Regions from separate parts of the Drosophila melanogaster genome. Here regions 2 and 3 are each linked to region 1. The links are chromatin contacts, called in public Hi-C maps. All regions are on one chromosome and are shown on one strand. Each heading gives the region's core, a stretch centred on a gene start, on an enhancer-like site or on the middle of the called end of the contact. The rest is flanking DNA. Distances are from core to core; before and after follow the strand shown.

Evidence for each region. Hi-C and Micro-C count contacts between places; a contact is called where the count stands out from the background.
Region 2: a contact with region 1 is called in a Hi-C map of the Kc167 cell line, with 4 times the contacts expected there. The contact joins the promoter of Grp170 here to the promoter of z in region 1. A contact is called at or near these places in 35 of 107 Hi-C or Micro-C datasets (the Clone 8 cell line, the D17-c3 cell line, the Kc167 cell line and 16 more) and 1 of 6 datasets of contacts at active chromatin or transcription factors (the Kc167 cell line).
Region 3: a Hi-C map of the Kc167 cell line shows a contact between it and region 1, with 2.9 times the contacts expected there. The contact joins the promoter of CG13760 here to the promoter of z in region 1. A contact is called at or near these places in 29 of 107 Hi-C or Micro-C datasets (the D17-c3 cell line, the Kc167 cell line, the ML-DmBG3-c2 cell line and 11 more) and 3 of 6 datasets of contacts at active chromatin or transcription factors (the Kc167 cell line and the S2 cell line).

The regions. Positions count from the first base shown.
Region 1 is chrX:2,445,162-2,450,037 of dm6, reverse strand. z (zeste) reads right to left here and starts at 2,269. Exons shown (of 3, transcript NM_080312.2): 1 at 1,374-2,269; 2 at 711-1,252; 3 at 1-648. The coding sequence starts at 1,741. It overlaps boi (brother of ihog), which reads left to right. Exons shown (of 9, transcript NM_166940.3): 6 at 2,441-3,148; 7 at 3,214-3,396; 8 at 3,461-3,627; 9 at 4,445-4,876.
Region 2 is chrX:2,272,764-2,277,639 of dm6, reverse strand. It overlaps Grp170 (Grp170 co-chaperone), which reads left to right and starts at 2,572. Exons shown (of 3, transcript NM_130639.4): 1 at 2,572-2,765; 2 at 3,301-3,614; 3 at 3,689-4,876. The coding sequence starts at 3,304. It overlaps Vml (Vitelline membrane-like), which reads right to left and starts at 1,818. Exons shown (of 1, transcript NM_001316644.1): 1 at 1-1,818. The coding sequence starts at 1,667.
Region 3 is chrX:2,583,563-2,588,438 of dm6, reverse strand. It overlaps CG13760, which reads left to right and starts at 2,740. Exons shown (of 5, transcript NM_130654.3): 1 at 2,740-2,788; 2 at 3,027-3,441; 3 at 3,504-3,772; 4 at 3,837-3,976; 5 at 4,044-4,694. The coding sequence starts at 3,232. The coding sequence ends at 4,147. It overlaps wds (will die slowly), which reads right to left and starts at 2,459. Exons shown (of 3, transcript NM_001258574.2): 1 at 1,890-2,459; 2 at 1,053-1,678; 3 at 222-998. The coding sequence starts at 2,160. The coding sequence ends at 810. AANATL7 (Arylalkylamine N-acetyltransferase-like 7) reads right to left here. Exons shown (of 2, transcript NM_001201613.2): 2 at 4,616-4,876. The coding sequence ends at 4,713.

The DNA.
Region 1 (4,876 bases), core at 1,020-3,519:
AGCGCAGTTCAGCCTCGCGGATTTTGAAGTAGTTCATTCGCTCTTCGAAGCTGTCCGCAGCGGTAGCAGACGCATTAGTGGCTCCATTACCCCCTCCTCCGCCCAGGCTGGTGTTGTTGATACTCACGGAGGAGGCTGTTGATGTGTTGACCGCCACTGAGTTCGCAGATCCCGATGATGCAGTGGCCACAGGCACTGGAACCGCCGCGGGCACTGTCGTTGCAGCCGTAACTGTGGGCAGGGCGCTGAAGGTAAACGTGGGCGTGGCGGCGGTTAGTTGCATCTTAACCGCCGCCGCCGCTGCTGCCTGTTGCTGTTGGACGGCAACGGCCGCCTGTTGTTGCTGCTGCTGCTGGTGATGCACTTGGACGGCGGCGGCTAGTTGCTGATGTTGAGCGGCAGCAAGTTGCTGCTGGGCAAGCTGTTGCGCCTGTGCTTGGGCCTGGGCTTGTGCCTGAGCTTGCGCTTGAGCCTGCGCTTGGGCCTGGGCCTGCGCTTGAGCCTGCTGTTGCTGCTGAGCCTGGTACTGGGCCAAAGTGATTTGCTGCGGCTTGATCTCACTAATGATCTGCTGATTGTAGCCGCCGGCGGTAATTGTGGCCATTGGATGCTGCTGCGCCTGGGTGGGTATGGTGTGGATCTGGGTGGCTAAACGAAAAGGAAGAATTTAGACTTTGAAGGGGATCTTTAAGAAGGGTGTACAATCTCACCGGTAGCCTCTGGGTGCTTAATCAATATGATCTCCTCGCGGGGGCGAGCTGTCTTGAAGTGCAGCAGATCATTCAGAGTCAGCTTCTCAGCACTGATCTGGTCCACGTTTATCTGGTGGGTGTTGATCATGGTGGCATTGGCCGCCGCCGCCGCAGCCACCGCGTTCACCTGTTGCATCTTCTGCATCTCGGCGGCGGCGGATTGCACTTGGGCCTGAGCTTGGGCTTGGGCTTGGGCTTGGGCCTGAGCCTCCTGCTGCTGTTGCTGCTGCTGCTCCATTGGGTCCTCGTCAATCTCGCTCACATCGTTGGCATCCATCTCGATCTCGTCGAATGTGTCCGCCTGTGGATTGTGCTCGGAGGCATCGGGACTAATCTGGTACTCGGGTTCCACCTTAACGCTGTCATGCTGCTGGTGATGCTGTTGCTGCTGCTGTTGTGGCACCGCCGACGCAACGGACACGGATACGGAGCTGATTTTGGCGCTACCAGAGCTGAGATTTGAGGAGCTGCCATCCCTGTACGGATACTGTTTGCGGAGTCTAAACAGAAAATCACAAATAACAAGATAGGGAGTTAAAAGCTAGATTTTGCTGAGGTGGGAATTGTGGAACCTGGACCACTCTAGCAACATTTTCCAACCACATAAACACTATTTCGCACCTGGAGTTTAGCCAGAATTTCTGGATCTGCTTGATATTCCGCATGGCGCTCACATGCGGGTGCGAGTTGAAGTCCTTGACGATCTTGTCCCATGTTTCTCGGACGGAGTACTTGTTGCGCTGCTTCTTGCGATGCTTGATATCGATGACCTCCTCGTGCAAATGGAACAGGGTGTACAGGACCTCCTTTTCCTCGGCGGTGAAGCGCGGGGTGAGCGGCAGCTGGTTTTTGGCGGACGAGTTGCCTCCGTTGGTGACCGCCACTGTGCCACTCCCCGTGGAGCTTTGGCCAGCATTGCCGCCTCCATCCGAACCAGCACCACCGCCGCCGCTTCCGCCAGCACCGCCCCCTTCACCCTGCGCCGACATTTGAGTTTGTTTTGAGTTTTTCACTTGAGTTTGAGTCCTTGCTTCTTCTTCGCTGTATACACTTATACACACACAGTAGTGGCTGGCACACACACACGCACACACAGACGCAGCAGCGCGCGCGCCCGTGTGTTAGTGTGCGTCAGTCACCGTCTTGGTACCCCTTGCACCCGACATGCAGCCACCAATTCTATATTGCACTTGACTTGGCTCGCGTTGGTTTACATAAAGAAATAAAAAAGTTTTTGGACGCCCGAGAGTCGCCGCTCAATAAATAAATCGCTTACACGCACACATTTTCACTCGAATATCAGAGCTGGTAAACACTTACGATATGCGAGAGTTGGTATCGATGCCGTAGTGTCGATACCAATCGATATCATGTGTACTCTAAATTCTGCATCACTAATCTATCGATAATGTTGGTCTTTTACACGTTTAATTTTAACAAGTTAACTTCTGCAGCATTTTTAACAATTTACATTTTTGTATCTATAAATTTATTGTTCCGTCAGTTGCTTAGTGTTCATGAGCTTTCTGAATAGCAATTATCCGATCTTATTCCTTATCATCGATTTTATATGAAAATGTACATCGATGATCTGGTCTGGCAACGCCAGATATTCAAATGTTCAGAATTGTAAATAATAACATCAAGACAATTAATTAAAATAAACCTAATAAAAACGCTTGTTACAGCGAGCATGGTGCCTCCGTCACGACCCAATGTCACCCGTCTGTCGGACGAGTCCGTGATGCTGCGCTGGAGTGTGCCACAAAACTCTGGACTCCAGATCACCTTTTTCAAGGTGCAGTATCGCATGTTGGGCGACGGAAAAAATCGGAGGAAGAACTGGCAGACGACCAGCGACAATATCCCGTACGGAAACGCGCACGGATCCGGGCCTGGCCAGGGGAACAGTCACTGGCGGGCGCGGAACCGGGACAGGGAGTATGAAATGGGCAATCCGCCCAAGAACTTCACCTCCTCCGTTACGGGACTGACCGCCGGCAAGTACTACCGCTTCCGGATCGTGGCGGTGTACTCCAATAACGACAACAAGGAGGGCAACACCTCCCTCAAGTTCTTCCTGCAGAATGGAACGTCCAAGTCGAATCTGCCAGTGCCGGAACTACGCGAGGTGGAGACGCTTTCCGAGTCGGCCGTGGTGCTCCATTGGTCCCTGGTATCCTCGACTCAAAATGAGGATATAGACGGGTACTATGCCTACTATAGGCCAGCGGACTCAGCAGCGGAGTATTTGAAGGCCACGGTGGATGGCGGAATGAGCAGGAGCTTCAAGATAGACCTCCTTCGTCCAGGAACCCCTTATGAGTTCAAATTGCAATCGTTCAACTCCGACGCAGCCTCTGAATTCAGTGCTATTCGGCAAGCGAGGACCAGAAGTGAGTGCAGCTCAGGTTGGGCTATGATGGCCTTAAAATATGTTTTAACTTGTGTTCCTTCTTAGAAACGCACGAGCAACCGGCTTCATCTTCGGCCACGCCAGTGCCAGCCAATAAGGCAGTGGAACAGCACCAGAACTCCTTATATCCACTGATCGCAGGTGCCGCTGGCGGAGGCATACTACTCCTCATCGCCTCATTGGTGGTCTGCCTTTGCCTAAAGAGACGGGAAAACTCTCAGCCGGAGGGTAAGTCCAGCTTAATGGAGTGGAATATTCTCATGCTTATCAAATTAAATCTCTGCATACACAGATGAGAACAAACCGCAATTGGAACACATTCAAGCGGACTTTGTTACCTCCGCCGTCCTGGGAGTTGGTGGCCACCACAAAAGTGGCGATGTAAGGCGCCTCAACGGAGTGATTCCGAGGATGAATATTACGCCCAATCCGCTGGCCCAGGAAACGGCATCCGATAAGGTAAACCATGAACTTCCGGGTCTAAACTCGAGCTCAATTTTCACACAGCTTCATCCAAAACTTTTCGCTGGTTGGTTGGTCAAAATTCAAATTCAAATTGTAAACACCCCTTCGAACGTGGTATCTCTGTCTCGCTTGCCCTCTCTCTTGCTGTCTCTGTCACTTTCGCTTGGTAACTCTGCCAAATCTCGTCGAGATTCGCCCGCAAATTGAGAGTCCAATGTTCCAGAACCGCAACGTGATGGAGCTGCGTTTCCTGCCGCCGCTGGCGAATGGAAATGGAAATGGCAACTGCATGGCCAGAGATCTAGCCCTGGAGCGGTCGAACGCGGAAGAGCAGCAGGATGAGGACGGACACGAAGATGAAAAGGGGCTACCGGCGGTTGCCTCGTCCTCCTGCGAAACGCTGGAGGCCTGCGACGCTGCAATTAAACTGAATCTCCCTCAGAAACACGACCAGGAGCAGCTGGATGCTCCGAACGCGGTGCTGGAGGCGCCCAGCAAGCCGCTACCTCCGCTGCCCAAGAAACCAGCAAACGGCGCTGGCCAAGTAAGCCTGCAATTGAGATCGAAAACAATAGCACACGGGCGCATACCAACCGATACAAACAAACACTGTATACCAATTTTGACAACATCATCTTGCTGACAGTCTGTGCATACAACTCCCATGTGCTATTGCTTTTCCGCCTCCGCAATCAGGATAAGCCAACCCCCAGCCGATATTGTTTTGTCAACATTGTCATTCATTCACTCATGAAATAACGATTCGCCTAGTGCCCTATCCTGCTAATTTATGTCTCCTAATGTTCCACAGAACAACTCTGGACTGCATCAGAATGGCCTTCACCACGCACAGCCGTACCATCCGCCTGGCACGCCCACTCTGATGCACAAGCGACTGGACTACCACCAGCAGCCGCCGCCGGTGCCTCCGCACTCGGCCTATTACCAACAGGCACCCACGCACCAGCCGTCGCCGATGATGGAGCGCAGTGTCAGGGGTCACCAGCAGCCCGGGGGCTTTCATATGGAGGAGGGCACACCCACGCCGACCAGGATACCATCCCTGCGGCGACAGCGACGCACCTCGGGCAACCAGCAGGTGCACAACAGCCACAGCAATCTCAATATTGGCCTGAGCCACCACAACAACAACAACAACAACCTGCCGCCGCACCACCAGCATCTGCACCACCACCCCGGCCATCCGGGTGGCCTGGTGGGCATACCCATCGTGCCAGGGAGC
Region 2 (4,876 bases), core at 1,323-3,822, 170 kb after region 1:
GGACACGGCGGTGAGGGGAGAGAGGCTGCACCATAAGCTGCAGAAGGAGCGGCTGATCCGTAGCCGCCAGCGGTCCTCGCCATACCAAGGATCTGATGATCCATTTCGGAGCGAGCGTAACCCGATGACTTCGACGCGGGCGCTGAATAGCCAGAGGATGCGGTCGAGGATGCAGGAGCTGAGTACGATGAAGCAGCTGGTGATCCAGACGAAGCAGGCGCTGAGTAACCGGAAGAAGTCTTTGGCGCTGAATAGCCAGAAGCTGGTGCTGCAGAGCCCGCTGAATACGCTCGCGCTGCTGAATATCCAGATGATGCAGGTGCTGAATACGATGGAGCGGCAGGAGCTGAGTAAGATGGAGCAGCAGGAGCTGAGTAAGATGGAGCAGCCGGAGCTGAGTAAGATGGAGCAGCAGGTGCCGAATAAGATGAAGATGCAGGAGCTGAGTAAGATGGAGCAGCAGGAGCTGAGTAAGATGGAGCAGCAGGTGCCGAATAAGATGAAGATGCTGGAGCTGAGTAAGATGGAGCAGCAGGAGCTGAGTAAGATGGAGCAGCCGGAGCTGAGTAAGATGGAGCAGCAGGTGCCGAATAAGATGAAGATGCAGGAGCTGAGTAAGATGGAGCAGCAGGAGCTGAGTAAGATGGAGCGGCTGGAGCGGAGTACGACTGAGCCTTAGGGGCTGAGTAAGTCGGAGCAGCTGGCGCTGAATAAGATGACGATGCAGGCGATGAATATGAAGGAGAAGCAGAAGAGGAATATGAGGGAGCTGCAGGTGCGGAGTAAGATGGAGCGGCTGGAGCTGAATAAGATGGAGCCTTGAGTGCCGAATAACTTGAGGCAGGCGCTGAGTAAGATGGAGCTGAATATGAGGGTGCAGCAGGAGCCGAATATGAAGGACCAGCCGGTGCTGAATACGACGATGCTGGAGCTGCCGGAGCATGGTAGCTTGGGGCGGCAGGAGCCGAGTACGAGGATGTCTTTTGCGCTGAATACGATGGGGCAGAAGGCGCAGAGTAGCTGGGTGCTGCGGGTGCTGAATACGATGGAGCAGCAGGTGCTGAATAGCTGGGTGCTGCTGGTGCTGAATAGCTGGGTGCCGCAGGCGCTGAGTAGCTGGGTGCAGCGGGTGCCGAATACGACGGAGCAGCAGGCGCTGAATAGCTGGAGGATGCAGGTGCTGAATAGCTGGGTGCTGCAGGCGCTGAATAGCTGGGTGCAGCGGGTGCCGAATACGACGGAGCAGCAGGCGCTGAATAGCTGGAGGATGCAGGTGCTGAATAGCTGGGTGCTGCAGGCGCTGAATACGATGGAGCAGCAGGTGCTGAATAGCTGGGTGCTGCTGGTGCTGAATAGCTGGGTGCAGCGGGTGCCGAATACGACGGAGCAGCAGGCGCTGAATACGATGGTGCGGCAGGCGAATAAACCGGGGCGGCAGGAGCAGAATATCCTTGGTCCTTCGCCGGCGAGTAGCTTGACTGCGAATTGTAAACGATCGGTGGGGCATAGGCCTGTGCCGGAATTTCCCTAGTGTGCCTCTCCTCGTAGTCGAACTCGGATTCGGGGAAACCGTCGTCGAACTCCTCATTCCTGGTCGCCGGAAGCGAAAACGCGTTGGCCAAAAGGCAGCCAAAGGCCGCCAAGAACAGCAGTCGTCGTCCACACATAGCTCACAGAATTAAGACTATGGTTTTTTGAAACGGGACGGGTTTTATATGGCCAAGAGAAAAACAGATCAGCGAAATTTACAAATTCACCAAGAATATTGCCCAATTGCAGTCTGCTGTGCTTGGATACTCGGTGGGTTCACTTTGTGCTATTCTGCATTTGAAGCGATTCCATTTAAATTCGCTAGATTCGATCGTTTTCCAGTCACCTATTTCTTTTTAACGTGAATAGGTGAGTTGGCGATGCGAGCAGAAAACTTAATTTAACTCTTTCAATACCCTATACGTTTGGAAGTTGGAACCTATTCAATTTTAATTTAAAGATAATTGTTGAAAAAAAGAATTGTTATCTAGTTTGGGTTTTGTAATTTTTTCAGGACAATTCGCATTACAACAAATTTAACGTTAAGCGTGTTAGGTGATTTAATTTTAGTTAATTTTTATTCTATCGAATTGTAATATAACTTACTCATCGTGTCAATAATCTCAAGAAAAAGAGTATACAAAGTATAGTTTAATAACGTGTCAGCACTTTCGTTCAAAAATTCGGTCATCGCGGGAATGCTGAGCTATCAATATGTGGGTTGACTTGCTGCCTGAAAGAAAAAAACTTGGAATTGCCAACTACATATGTTATAACTTCAGATTTTCAATGAGTAGGAAAAATCTTCCTGCTCTTACATTGACCTTAAACCAAGTAAGGGTCATAATCATTTAGTGTATGGTTTTCATTTGGTGTTTTGCAATTAATCACGAAATTTTGTACAAAAAGAATTTAATTGCACACAATAAGTATTTAAATTGTGGCGGTCACTTCAGTGCGATGTGGCAGCGCCTGCCTTCCCAAGTGACAGTCTCTCGATTGTTTTATCGATTGCTATCGCCCGGTCGAATCAACACGTCAACGTTTTCCTCTTCTTCTTCGTGTGCCGCTGCTTGTTCTTCTTAATCGCGGCGACTCTGTTTTTTACTTAACAACTCGAATAGCAGTCGACGTTGTGAATTGAATAATTAATAAATAGGTGACTTCTGAATAAAAGTCGATTGGAGAGTGCGAGTGGCAAAGGACAGCTGGAAGCGACGAACGAAACGGGACACGTAAGTGGAAAGCGGTACTTGGCTGGAAGGATGGAAGAGTTAGGATAGGCAGAGGGAGGGTGACGGGGCGCAGACAGCTGCTTGCGTTGCAAAAAAAAAGAAGTGAAAGAATCGCGGAAGAATTGTGGAAGTAAAAGGTTAATGCTCTCTTCACTGATTTTCCGTGAAGACTTTTTAAAAGCCATTTCTCCCCAGTAATTTCACCGGTAAACTATATAGATCTATGTACGAGTTAAACACTATTTCCGCTGCCACATGAACACAGGTTTCCTCGCATAAGCCAGACGTACTTTTCGTCCCACAAATTATCTGTTAAAACTGTTGAAAACCCAACTAATTCTTGTGTTATTAATGCAGCTAAGAAATATAGGTAAAAGTAGTTGGTGAATTTTTGTATAATGTTAGCCTTTTAAGTTAAATCGTTGGTCTTTCTAGAAAGATCTTACAATGCAGAGGGTAAATACATATGGAGTACTTAATGGGGTATCTAATCCTGTGCACAATGCTTTAATTTGAACACCTTTCAACCGCACAGACCATGAAACTCGTGCTCCTTTTGAGCGCCCTGCTGGCGGGGATTGCCCTTTCCCAGGGAGCCGCCGTGATGTCCGTGGATCTGGGCAGCGAGTGGATGAAAGTGGGCGTTGTGTCGCCTGGAGTGCCTATGGAAATCGCCCTGAATCGCGAGTCCAAGCGCAAGACGCCCGCGATCCTAGCCTTCCGCGATGGAACGCGAACCATTGGCGAGGATGCACAAACAATTGGTATCAAGGATCCCAACTCGGCCTATGGCTATCTTCTGGATTTGCTGGGCAAGACCATCGATAATCCCATTGTGGATTTGTATAGGTAAGTGGTTGGTTTGCTTTGGGCCACGTCATTGTTGCGTCCCATCGACTTATCTCTAAATCAATCGCTTTTAGGAAACGCTTCCCATACTACAACATTGTGGGTGATCCGGAGCGCAACACCGTGGTCTTCCGCAAAAGCGACACCGATGAATTCTCCGTGGAGGAACTGGTTGCTCAATTGCTGGTCAAGGCCAAGCAGTTCGCCCAGGAATCCGTACAGCAGCCAATAACCGAGTGCGTCCTAACCGTGCCCGGTTACTTTGGCCAAGCCGAAAGGGAAGCTCTCTTGTCCGCCGCCCAGTTGGCCAATCTTAAGGTACTCCAGCTAATCAACGACTATGCGGCGGTGGCTCTAAACTACGGCGTCTTCCATCGCGGCGAAATCAACGAAACGGCCCAGTATTTCCTCTTCTACGATATGGGCGCCTACAAAACCTCAGCCGCTGTGGTCAGCTATCAGTTGGTGAAGGATAAACAAACCAGGGAGATCAACCCGGTGGTGCAGGTCCTTGGCGTTGGTTATGATCGCACTCTGGGAGGCCTGGAGATTCAACTAAGATTGCGTGATTATCTGGCGCAGGAGTTTAATGCCCTAAAGAAGACTAAAACCGATGTGACCACCAGTCCCCGAGCACTGGCCAAACTTTTCAAGGAAGCAGGACGACTAAAGAATGTCCTGTCCGCCAATACGGAGTTCTTCGCTCAAATCGAAAACCTGATAGAGGACATTGACTTTAAATTGCCCGTCACTCGTGAGAAGCTGGAGCAACTCTGCGAGGATCTTTGGCCCAGGGCCACAAAACCATTGGAAGAAGCATTGGCCTCGTCGCACCTCAGTCTGGACGTGATCAACCAGGTGATTTTGTTCGGAGGCGGCACCCGAGTTCCACGTGTGCAGGAAACCATCAAAGCTGTCATTAAACAGGAGCTGGGTAAAAATCTGAATGCCGATGAATCCGCCACTATGGGTGCAGTTTATAAGGCAGCCGACTTATCGGCCGGCTTCAAAGTGAAGAAGTTTGTGGTCAAGGATGCCACGCTGTTCCCCCTGCAAGTGTCCTTCGAACGGGATCCAGGCGATGGTGCTGCCGTAAAGCAGGTGAAACGTGCCCTGTTTGCCCTAATGAACCCCTATCCCCAAAAGAAGGTCATTACCTTCAACAAGCACACCGACGATTTTGAGTTCTATGTCAACTACGCCGATTTGGATCGTTATAGCAAGGAGGAGATTGCCGCTCTGGGCAGCTTGAACGTGACCAA
Region 3 (4,876 bases), core at 1,491-3,990, 140 kb before region 1:
CAATAGGCGCTAGAGTTTAAAAATAAATAACTTAAAGAAAACGTCTACGTTAAGTATTATACCTGTGTTCATTCATTTAAAAACCGTAATATATTAAACGTACTTATTATCGCTTTTAAACCGTAATGAAGGTTCGTTTGTTTCGTAATTTTGCTAAACTGTATGTTTTTTTAGAATTAAAACTTCTCTTATTATGTGAATAAAATGCAATTTGTACATTTAAGTGTCTCGCCTCGAAAAGCGCGCAAGTTGAAAGGACACTTGGGCGCCGCCGAGACGGTGTTTTCTTTTATTCAAAATTTACATTTCGTATTTTATATATATTCTTTCTGGCGCTGGGATTCTGCCCCGAGCACCTGTTGTATCTTTTACGCTTAAATTTAGTTTTCTCGTCACCGAAAGATCATTATAAGTTATGTTGGTTTGCGTGGCTGTGTCAAAGGTTACAAACAATTTTGGGGGAATATTCTCGCTTGCATGGTGGGCCAATACAATAGGCTAATAAATATTTATACATTAATCGTTTTTTTTGTTTTCACTTTTTGTTGTTTTTTTTTTTTGTTTTTGTTTGTTTGTTTGTAATTTTTCCGTTTTGCCGTAGAATGTGAGGTTTAAAGTGTGATTTAAACGTAGAATTTTAGAGTTCCTTTTCTTTTTTAAATTATGCGTACAAAAAAAAAAGGGGGCTCGTGGTGGGGGGGTGTGGGGGTGTTACAATTACGATTAGGCTGTTCGCTTTAAAATAATATTATCCAAGAAATGTATGTGTGTGTTCCGATCGAACGTCCTCCAGCTGGATACCAGCCACTCTATGTATCCGACTTCCACAGCTTGATGGTCTTGTCGTTCTCGAGCGCCGCGGAAGCAATGATGTTCTCCGTGGGATGGCAGGCGGTGCACAGAACGGTATCGGTGTGTCCCTGCAGCTTTTGCACCACCTCCTTGCTCTGCAGATTCCAAATGTAGACCATGTTGTCCTCGCTGCCACTCACGATCCACTACAATGGACGCTTGTGAGTTAAAGCCTAAATGTGCATAAGATATGAACTCACCTTTCCTCCCGTCACCGAGAAGTTGGCGAATATGCAGTACTTCTCATTCTTGTGACCCGTATACGTCTTCAGGCACTTGCCCTTCGAGTAGTCCCACAACTTGAGCGTATTATCCAGCGTGGCGGCCAAAATGTACTTGCCATTGGGCGAGAACTTTACAAAGCTGACGGGCGGATTGTCGTCGTCGATCAGGGTTTTCAAGCACTGTCCACTGGCCGTGTCCCATATGCGACAGAGGCCGTCGTAGCTGCTGCTCACGATCAGCGATCCGTCGCGATTGAAATGTACCGCCGAAACGGGATCGGAATGGGCGGGTAGAGTCTTCAGACACTTGCCGGTGCGCACATCCCATATGCGAACGCTCTCGTCGAAGCTGCCGGAGACGATCAGATTGGACTGCGGATTAAAGTTGCAGCAGAACACATAGTTGCTGTGGCCCTTCAGAGTTTTCAAGCTCTTCCCGGTGCTCAGCTCCCAGACCTTGAGCGTCTTGTCATCACTGCCGCTCACGAGGAGTCGCGAGTCTGAGCTCCAGGCCACATCGCTGATGCCCAGCTTGTGGCCCGAAATGGTCTTCTCGAACTTGCCATCGTATGCTCCCCAGATTTTGATTAGTTTATCAGCGGCTGAGGGTTAGAAGTGGAAGTTTAATAGGCATGTGCTGTATGTATGGAATGTACAATATGTATTCTATAAATGCTTCTTCTCTTTTCCGAGATCTTATTTCATCCCAATTCCCATTAACTGAGCTGCCAAAGCTGCCTGTTCAGTCCAATAGCAGTTCAGTACCATAAAATTCCCCCCCAGATATTCGTGGATAGGGATGTATGTACTTACAGGAGCTGGCCAGCCACTCGCCATTCGGACTGAACTTGACCGCCGACACCGCCTTGGTGTGCCCGGCCAGCGTGAACTTGAGCGTGTAGTTGGGCTTGACGGATAGCGAGCTCTTGTTGGAGGCGCTGCTGTTCGAGGAGGTGGTGGCCCCCGGCTGGCCCACCGAGTTCGGCTGCAGCGAGTTTGGGCCGCTGGGCGCCGTGGGCAGTGGTTGCTGTGGCGGATGCACTACGCCGGGATGGCCGCCGTGCACGGCTCCGATGGGCACCATGTCCTCCGGATGCGGATTCTGCTTATGCTCCTTGGCCTGGCCTCCTTGTTTATTTTCCTTTTTTCTTTGGCACGCCGCACACGTGCTTCTTCTTCTTGTTGTTCCGACTAGAGAAACGCCGCCAATTAGCGGGCGAATTTGTTGGGCCTGTCGGATTAACTGCAGCTACTCCCGTTACCGGTGGTCACCGGCTGCTCTCTCTGCTGGGCGTGTGATTTGTTTGTTTAAATAGGCGCTTGGTTTTTTGGCTCGTTTGCGTGCCACACGTGAAAATAATAATGCTTAAGGTCACACTAATAACTAAAAATTGGTCAGCGCGTCAGTGTGGCCGTTGCGCACCAGCCACGGATTGCCACAGCGGTGGTGGAACGTGTTTACTCGATTCCTTGCTTTTTGTTTTTTTTTTTAGGGAGATTTGGGATGTTTTCGTCCTTGGGGGATGATTCTAGAATGGGACTCTTAGTTTCCCGCTGAAACTATCAGGGGGAGTGCATCGGGCACATCGATGCCAAATTGCATGCAGTTAGCTCGACGTTGCCAGATCGTTTCATACATGTTTGAAGTTTCGCGTACAGTTGCATTTAAATTTATACCAATTGCCAGTAGTTATTTAGTCTTAAAATTGCAGGTAATTCTAACTGAACTGTCAATTTTGAAGGGCTTAAGAAGGATTTACATAGTGTTAGAACATTTTTTGCGCCTTTAAGATTTCAAACCAAAAATTTCCTAGCAGCAACCAAGATTTGTAGGAAAATACATCTAACTCCTTTGGCGACTCACAATTTATGTATAAATATTATTTAATTACAATATTTACAATATATATCTAAAAAAATTCAATTGGCATTTTTTTCAACTGGACATAGCCGACAGTTGGCATTCCGCAGACAGCTGCACCTGGCCACACTGGCCCAAGCTGTTAGACCAAAACATTCCCAGTTCAGTTTCCAATTGGACGCCAGGATCAAAGGAGCGCAGCCGCGGGCACAGGAGCACGCGAAGCACACGGAGCCAAGGACTCGAGGACCCGAGGAGCACAAGAAGCCAAGAAGAGCCCAGCTGCTGGCCAGAATGAACGGACTGCCGCCGAGCAAGCACTACAACCTGACGCACTACCAGCAGCGCTACAACTGGGACTGCGGTCTGTCCTGCATCATTATGATCCTGTCGGCGCAGCAAAGGGAACAGCTTCTTGGGAACTTTGATGCCGTGTGCGGCGAGGAGGGATTTGGCTCGAGCACCTGGACCATCGACCTGTGCTATCTGCTGATGCGCTACCAGGTGGGCATGCCGTGATGCACATTTGCATTCGCTCACTTCTTTGACACTCTCTTCTTGGCCAGGTGCGCCACGAGTACTTCACCCAAACGCTCGGGATCGATCCCAACTACGCGCAGCACACGTACTACTCCAAGATCATCGACAAGGACGAACGGCGCGTGACGCGCAAGTTCAAGGACGCCCGGGCCCATGGACTGCGCGTTGAACAGCGCACCGTGGACATGGAGGTCATTCTGCGGCATTTGGCCCGCCACGGACCCGTCATCCTGCTGACCAACGCCTCGCTGCTCACGTGCGAGGTGTGCAAGCGCAATGTCCTAGAGAAGTTCGGGTGAGTTCCTCTTGCCACCGGCGATTCACAAAAAACCACCTTAAATCCACACTCGAATGAAAAGCTGTTTTCATATACCCTGCATTGCTCAAAATACACGCCTCCATGGACCCAAAAGGTATGCCGGACACTATGTGGTGCTCTGCGGATATGACATGGCCGCCCAGAAGCTCTTCTACCACAATCCCGAGGTCCACGATGGCCGTGAGTATTCCATTTGGTAGCAATCCTTGAAAATTCATTGATTTTCGTTTTTGGCTGCGTTCCACAGACATTTGTCGCTGCCTCATCGAGTCCATGGACACGGCCCGACGCGCCTACGGCACGGACGAGGACATCATTTTCATATACGAGAAGAAGGAAACTAGGGAGTAGTAGATGGATAAACCAGCGGAACAGATGAACAAATGAACAGATGAATTGATGAACAGATGAACAGAAGTACCTGCCGTCGCCAGGTTGCCAGGTGATGAGAACGGATGATTGGAATCTGCGCTTGTGATATTAGGACTTTAGGAGGAGACCTTGTAGGGGGGGACTTCGAGTGGGAGGTAAGAGAAAAAGCTGTCTGGTTAACTTTGGCACAACAGTGTACTTTATTTAGGTATTGTTAGCAGTTGGTCCCCATACAAAAAAAAACAATTACAAAATTATATTTATGTAAACGTGCCAGGCAGCGTCTACTCGTACATTATAGAGGCGTTCCATTGACGCTCCAAAAACCGTCGACGGAAAGTCCGAAAATCCAATGTTATTTCATAGTTATGTTTAAACACAGAACAATAGTAATTGTTCCCTAGCTTTAACTTTCCGTTAAACGCCCCCCAACTAATTTCCATATTTGTAGTACGAAAACATTCCAATAACGATTATGCAATGTATGTATATGTAGAAAATAAATGAGATTATTGTTCCAAATGTGAGCCAGCCGGGTGACTCCTTAAAGCGACTGCTTCTTCTCATCCTGGTCATCCGCGCAGATCGCCTTGTAGAGCTGCTGCAATTTGATGTGGGGCGCCTCCACGGGCAAGATCACCTTGCCATTCTCATCCGTATACTTGCTGTAGGGTTGCTCCGAGAAGACCTCAAAGCCATGGGAACGAA